2 separate regions of the Gossypium hirsutum genome follow, and region 2 is linked to region 1. A link is a contact called in public Hi-C data. All regions are on one chromosome and are shown on one strand. Each heading gives the region's core, a stretch centred on a gene start, on an enhancer-like site or on the middle of the called end of the contact. The rest is flanking DNA. Distances are from core to core; before and after follow the strand shown.

Region 1 (4,012 bases), core at 629-3,128:
AATTAAACAATTAAAATTCTTATATATAATTACACATTAAATTAAAGTTGATATATAATTTTGAGATTTATCCCTTAAACTATACGTTGAAAGTAGTACTTAATAATTTCACTTCACCAATATACTTCAATCTTCTAGTAAACTCCTTGTAGTTAAACGACGTTGGCAACTCACGAACTGCTATCCTGTAAAACTCCACCTTTTAATTAAGGTCCCTATAGCTCTCATTCTCGTCATTATCATTAATAATCCTTACAAAATTTTCACTTTAAATAAATAATTTCAGGCAAGTATGGTCAATTCTACTTGGAACTCGTAATATGATCTCATTAAAGCCTTCACCGAAACTCGCCATTCCTTCCAAGAGATAAATAAGAAATTTCAGTCCACTTATCGTTGAATCATACTCCTCATCAAAGTAGGAAATCCAGTATTGTTCCAAACACCATCTTTCTACACATCCTATAAAATCTTTTATACATACATATATCATTACACATCAACCTTCATGCAAGGATCAAGATATTACATAGACCTTCATGCAAAAAACTTCTCACATCCTGTCTCTATTTTTAATTTTTAAGAAGCTTCTCTCCTATAAAAAAAATCATTTTCCTCTCGTAAACCCATAACTCTTTAAATCATTATTAGATTTAAATAATTTCCCACTAAAGATTTGAATAGTATGCTCGAAACTATATAAAAACTATCCCAACCCAACCCAAGTAGACATTCTAATAATATGTTATATCCTTCTTCCAACTCCACTTCTTTTTCATTATAACAAGAGTTGATGAAAAAAGCGAATGGGCGCATTCTAATAATACATGACATAGATGCATATAGAGGGAAAAAAATGATGAAAGATACAATCTTCATCCCTACCATCCCCAATGGTGCTTGCAAAGTCCATTTGATTTTTTATAGTACATGCATCCTTCGCCTTCTTGCAGGAAATTTGGAGGAAGTGTTGGCAAACTAATCTAGTTTCTTTTTTACCACAACATGCCCAATCACCACTCCAAATAGGAATTCACATCCATAACCCAACAACACTACTTTCCAATCCAATCCAAACTCTTCCGAAGAAGTCGAAGATGGAGGTGGCAGGCTTCCAGAATTGCTGCTACATTCTTTTAGCAAGGGTTTTCCGCACAACCCAAGATTTCCATCAAAGGAGCTACTTTGAAAAGTCTCAAATTGGCCGCCTCCTGGTATGAGCCCTGTGAGACGATTATGAGAGACGTTGAGGATTGAAAGGAAAGTGAGTTGAGTACTCAACTCCATTGGAATTCTTCCCACTACCTTATTTTGAGAAAGATCCGAAGATTCAAGATTTGTAAGCTTCGCTATGGCTACTGGGATTCCTCCAACGAGATTGTTATTCGAAAAGTTGAGCAAGTGAAGCTCTTTGAGCTTCCCAATCGATTCTGGAATTTCTCCATCAAATCTGTTGCCCGAGAAATCAATTGCTGCAAGAGTTCGAATGATCTTTGGGTAGTTCATCTCCATGCCTTCGTGTGTAATCGTCATGGAGTAATCATAATCCCTGGGAACATGCATAATATTTATCCTCATGTCTAAACTTTCAAGCCTGTATATAGGAGGCGAGTTTTTTCCATCTAGATTTTTCATGCTAATCCATCTTTCAAAGTAACCCCAAGACAAGGTTCCATTGAATCTGTTGTGAGAAAGATCGAATGATTCGCAACTTGGGAAAGACAATAAGATTCAAATTAGGATTCTCCATCCTACCATAAAATGCATTAGAAGATAAACTAAGAATATTCAATTCTGGAAGAGACCCTAACCAAGAAGGGAATGCATCTCTAATCTGATTGTTTCCAAGATCACGATATTCCAACATTTTATACTCCATCAGCGATTTTGGAATCTTCTCTTGCAATTTGTTTTTGCTTAAATCTATCACTTTTAATCTGTTTCCACTTTCCCAACCATTTGGAATGGGACCCGCTAACTGGTTGGACCGCACCTTTAGTACTAATAAAGACTTGTTGAAGTTGCTCAGACACTGGGATCCCACCACTCATGTTATTGTAGGAAAAGTCAAGAATGGAAAGAAAGTTGAGATTGCACAACAACTGTGGGATCTCTCCCTTGAGAAAATTGTTGGAGATGCAATAGAAAACTGTAGACAAGGGTGGAACTGGGAGAGAACCTCGGATAATGTTGGAATCAAGTTTCAGATATTGCAGTTTAGACCATGGAAGAACAAGTGGGAAGTCATCGAAATCGGTGAGGGAGTTGTATGAAAGGTCTAAAAACAGCAGGGTTTCAGTGCTCACTTTGGACATCCACTGCGGTATCTGGCCCTGAATGTTGTTTAAAGAAAGATCAAGAAGCTGTAATCGATGTTGGTTGCGCAAGAAATATGGGAACTCTTTTCGATGGTAGTATCGTAATGCTATATCAACAAGCTGAGCTTGATGATGGGTGGCATTGCTATTATTTGGAGAAACTAAATAGAAATTATTCAAGGACAAACAAATATTGCATATCTATTGTCGCCACAGTAAAAATTTTAAGTTTCTCAAGTCTCCAGATTGAGCTTTGGACTAATCCATGTAGCATGTTCCCGAGTAGATTCAAAGAGTTGGGTCAAGTTGGTAAGCTTAGAAGGAATAAAACCTGTTAGATTCTTTTTTTAAAAAAATTGATTAGTCAAACTTGAAAAAGAAAAAGAAAACAAAGACAAAAATCAAAATTTTTCCTGGTAACTCACCCGTGAAATTATTTTCTTGAAGAGACAGAGTATCGAGTATGGTGAGATTACCCAACGTTGGCGGCACTGACCCTATGAAATAGCATTTTAAGTACTATCTTCAACTTCAACCATATACCCAAATGAAATTAATCAATAATATGGCACAAAAATAAAGTTAACCTTTACTGTTAATTAATTTTTTTTTTACTTTAGTCATAATTCTTTTATCATTTTAACCACGTTTAAAATGATAAAAGAATTAATAATATGGTACAACCTTCAACTTCAACCATATACTCAAATGAAATAAATCAATAATATGGCACAAACATAAAGTTAACATTTAAATTTTAAATAATTAAATTAATATTTTTATTATAAAGTTAATTAAAATGTTAAAATTTTAATGGTATTAATGTCACAATTTATGTATTCACCGACCTTAGGTGTGTTGGCCTAATGGTCAGGGTATTCACTGCCCCAAGTGTGGCTTGAGTTTAAGTTGCGCTAGTCGCGTTGTTGTTAGGGCTTTGCCCTCCTCTTGTAATTCACCAAAAAAAAATTTATATCATAATTCATCCCAACAACTAATTTTAAAATCGAAATTTGGCAATGGATTCTCTCTATGAAAGCAACAGTAAGGGGGAAAATCTCCTAGGAATCGAAGCACCAAGAAGGTACGGTTCAAAGACTTAGAGCCTACTTCGGATGTTGAGATGGCTGTTGAACCAACGCCGACGCCAACCTTGTCATGGAAAGATATGGTTTTGGGGAAAGGTTTTACTTAATCAAAAGGGTTGAGTGATGTTCACTCTATGATGGGGATTTCTCCCTTCTTAAAGGTGATGTTAAGAAGTCGGTCATCAATGGTATCTATGCTATTGAATTTTTGGATAGAGTTCAAAAACTCTTAGTCAAGGACATGTCTACCTCTGTGACCCTCAAGCTGTTGGGAAGGAATATTGGTGTTGTGGCTTTGCAGAATAAGGTTTATGTGTTGTGGAGACCATTTCAACCTTTTTAGCCTATGAATATAGAAAAAACTATTTTTTAGCAAAGTTCCATAATTTTGATGATTATGAAAAGGTTTTATCACAAGGACCTTGGGTTTTCTTTGGACAATATCTAACAGTGCAGCCATGGACAATTGATTTTAATCCTTTGAATCCACACCCTATTACTATTCTTGCTTGAATTAGATTTATAAAAATGAGGTTTTATGGGAAATTGAAGGAATGGTTGGGAAGGTGACTAAGTTGGATTTCAATATAGATAGTAGATCGAGAA
Region 2 (4,012 bases), core at 797-3,296, 190 kb after region 1:
TTAAGAACTTACGTTGATCCATATAAAGCAGTCTTCTGAACTTTTGTGATTTCAGAACCCGAGTGGTTGTCTTCAATAAATATTGTCAAGCTGGTAAACATAATAAAGTACCATTAACATTAGTATGGTTAACGTGATGATCAAGACTAAACCCGGTACATTAGTGGGCAAACTATAAACGTACCTACGAACATTCTGAAACTTGACACACTTTAAGGCTACTGATTTTCCCTGCAAAAGAAGAGAGAATGATTTCTTAAAATATCCTTACAAAATAGCAGTTTTCCGACAATGAAAGACTGACAAAGAAGAGCTACCTAAAGATTGTCTGGAGATAAAACAGCAGTGTCACTTGGAGGGAAGTCATTGACATTACTACATTCAAGTACAATGAAATATCATCAGTGAAATGTTAAGCCAATCCCGAGAATGTTATAATTCAAATTACCTAAACCCCATATGTTCCCTGTTCCTAAAAAGTTTCACCGTCTTTGGACCTGCAGAAGACAATCTTCATGGTAAAATACTACAACAATCAACAACATCAAAGGTAAAATTAGTAAGGGTGGGATTCGGAACCGGTATTCAATGAGTTTGATTTCGTGATCAGATATTCAGATGCATAAATGTACAAATTAAAAGATACATATAAACATAATTAATAAAGATTTATGGGAAGATAATCATATACAAAACTTCACCTTCCTCTTCGGATCCCTTGACGTCAATGGAATGTAGTTTGACGACTTGAGTGAAAGGGATATATATATGAAGAGTTGTTCATCTGCATCACTCTCTAGATTAAAACCTTCATCTTCTCTATAACCCTAAATAATCCATGACCATAAAACTTTTAATTATTTCATAATATGCAATTCCCACAAAAGCAACTTAAGACAAGATAAATGCATTGGACAATGAAGTCAACCCTAAAGTAATAAACTAAACCATGATTTTTCCAACATAAAAAAAGTACAAATGTCTGCCTAAATAATTCAATGACAATTGACAATTAGCTAGTATTAAGGGAGTAAAAATGAAGAACAGAGAAACAAGAATAGCTTGAAGAGAGTCACCTGCTTGAGAGCATTGGACAGGGAGTGACCAGAGCTTTGGTTAAGGCATTCAACTCCAGACCAATCAATAAAGTCCAAGAGATCAACCTAATAAACAAAAAAATTCCCAATCAAGTTAAAGGTTTTAAGAATCTTTCTTGCAATTACACCAAGAAATATGTGATGAAAATTTTATATACAACATAGTAACAAACGAATCTTTTTCAATCAACCAGAAAAAAAAATCCGAAAGATAATCAGTTGCCAGATTCCTTGTTTTTCCCACTAAATTTCTCAAGTTGTTTCAGAAACCAAACAAAGGGTACAGAGACTTTATTGGAATACTCACTTGGTTTCTTTGAATTGCAGTAGCTGATTCAGCAGCCGCCATGGTTTAAGAGGTTAATGAGATTGCTGATATAAAAATTGTCTTGTGAAGGAAAAAGAACCACAAGGAGCGAGAATAATTTGAGAGAAAGTTAAAAGACAAACTTTTATAGTGCCCACTTTTAATGGTTAATCAATTCTTGGAAAAAGACGAAACTAGAAGGATGTCAGGCGCTGCCGTTTAAGTTCAAAGCCATGTTTTTGAGAGCTTTGCCTTGCTGATCAAACCAAAATGACAGTAATTTTTTTCAAATGGTCAAGAGATAATCTTTTGAGAGAAGAAAGAAGCCTCCTTTTTGAGACAATCTTCAGTATAGATATCCAATCCAAATTCTCAAACCTCCCGAGGCCCAACACCCCTCTCAAGTTCTCAAACAAACAAATTGAGTCCCCACCAACCAATAATGTAATCATCTAACCAATTAACCAACCAAATCTCAGCAGCCCCTTCTCCCTATCCTTCAATCTTTGACCTCAAGTTCTCCAAAAACCAACAAACACAGATCATATATCAAAGCAAATGCAATCCAACAGCCACTGACCACAACCTTTCATCATATCTACAACCCCATTTTCAGGCTTTCATTCCATTCACCAAAAACCAATGGCTTCCTTATCCCTCAACCTCTCCTCCCTCCACCACACCTCCACCAACCCTCTTATCCTACGCTGCACCCCTCTGAACCTACGCACCCCATCCCAGAAACCATTCTCCATTAGGTCCCAAGCCGCCCCAGTGCTTTCCCAAGATGATCTTAAAAAGCTTGCAGCTGACAAAGCAGTTGAGTCAGTCAAATCAGGCATGATCCTAGGCCTAGGAACAGGATCAACAGCAGCTTTTGTGGTCGACAAAATAGGCCAACTCCTTTCCACGGGCCAACTTTCTAACATCGTAGGTATCCCAACTTCGAAAAGAACACAAGAACAAGCTGCATCACTTAACATTCCCTTATCTACCCTTGACTTGCATCCCCGTATTGACCTTGCTATTGATGGTGCTGATGAAGTTGATCCTAACCTTGACTTGGTTAAAGGCCGAGGCGGTGCACTTTTGCGTGAGAAAATGGTTGAAGCAGCTTCATCTTCCTTCATTGTAGTAGCCGATGATAGTAAGCTAGTTTCAGGGCTTGGAGGGAGTGGTCTAGCTATGCCTGTTGAAGTTGTGCAGTTTTGCTGGAAATACAATCTAGTTAGACTGCAAGGGCTGTTTAAAGAGTTGGGTTGTGAAGCAAAGTTGAGGTTAGTAGGGGATGGTAGTGAAAAGCCTTATGTCACTGATAATGGGAATTACATTGTGGATTTGTATTTCAAGAATCCAATTAAAGATGGGTTTGGAGCTGGGAAAGAGATTTCTGCCTTGGAAGGTGTAGTGGAACATGGGCTGTTTTTAGGAATGGCTACCTCTGTCATCATTGCAGGGAAAACTGGTATAGAGGTTATGACTAAGTGAATTAAGTGTTGAGTGGAATTTACTTTGTGTGAGGGGGTAATTTGTTAAAAAAGAAAAAAAGAAAAAAAGAAAAAAAAATTTTGATTCTGTGTAGAGTGATTGCAGAATGTTGAATGATTGAGGGGATTTTAGAAATGAATTTTATTGGTTAATGAATATGTGGTTTTATGGTTATTGCTTTATCATATTTAAGATTCCAATTTTTTGTATTTTCTTGGGTTATGTTTTGGTTAAGGGATTCATTTTTTTTTGGTGAAAAAGAAGATTTAGAACATGAATAAAATGCTAATAAAGTTAGAGCCCAGACGACATTATTTGCATCGAGTTGTCAATATCCTCCTCCAGAAACTTTGGTAAATGTGAAGTTGGATCAACGAATACAACCAATTTATTCATTTCACTTCCTGTTACATTTGCTATGCAATCAGCAACCTTGTTACTTTCCTTCAAGACATGTTGAAGTTTAAATTGTCATTCTCTATTACACCACTCATGAATCAGTTAGACTTTCACTGTATTACTCTTTGTTGCAAAGTCATTCCTAATAATATCAATCAAAATGGCATTGTCGCTTTCCAACTTAACCTATCTGAAACCTCTCATCCATGCTAGCTTCAAGCCTTTAAGGATATCCCGAGCTTCAATTTGGAAGATATCAACCATACCTGTTACCATTTCAAAACCCACCAACCGCCCTCTACTTGGTCCTTTCAGCACTCTTCCTATTGCTGCCCTTTGTCTGCTTGTCAACATCGAGCCATCAATATTATTCTTGACTCATCCTGGTTCAGGCCTTTGCCAACTATTTTTTGTCCTCGACTTGCATGTCATTTGCTTTATGTTGCCATTGGTTCCAAATGATCTTGCCCATGCCATAACCGAAGCTATTAAATTTTGACTACTCTCACTAGCATTGTTGAAGATAAAGTCATTACAGTTCTTCCAAAGGAACCAAGTGACTGTTGCAAAAAACATCGACCATTCTCCTCCACCGAATTTTAATTCCTCTTTATTCGTGATATTATAGTGAATTCATCTCTTAAGTGTTGAGTTAAAGAAAAAAAAACTCCAAATTTGCCTAGGAACTAATGTTTTCCAAATAGACTGAGCAAAACCGCAA

The links. A called contact is a pair of places that touch in the nucleus more often than the background predicts.
Region 2: a Hi-C map of leaf shows a contact between it and region 1, with 2.0 times the contacts expected there. The contact joins the promoter of LOC107926830 here to the promoter of LOC107926793 in region 1. A contact is called at or near these places in 2 of 34 Hi-C or Micro-C datasets (both in leaf).

What each region holds. Positions count from the first base shown.
Region 1 is chrD11:58,597,971-58,601,982 of Gossypium_hirsutum_v2.1, forward strand. LOC107926793 (receptor like protein 26) reads right to left here and starts at 1,879. Exons shown (of 2, transcript XM_016857716.1): 1 at 1,659-1,879; 2 at 979-1,549. The coding sequence starts at 1,879. The coding sequence ends at 979.
Region 2 is chrD11:58,787,572-58,791,583 of Gossypium_hirsutum_v2.1, forward strand. LOC107926830 (probable ribose-5-phosphate isomerase 3, chloroplastic) reads left to right here and starts at 2,047. Exons shown (of 1, transcript XM_016857765.2): 1 at 2,047-3,066. The coding sequence starts at 2,047. The coding sequence ends at 2,892. It also overlaps the pseudogene LOC107926831.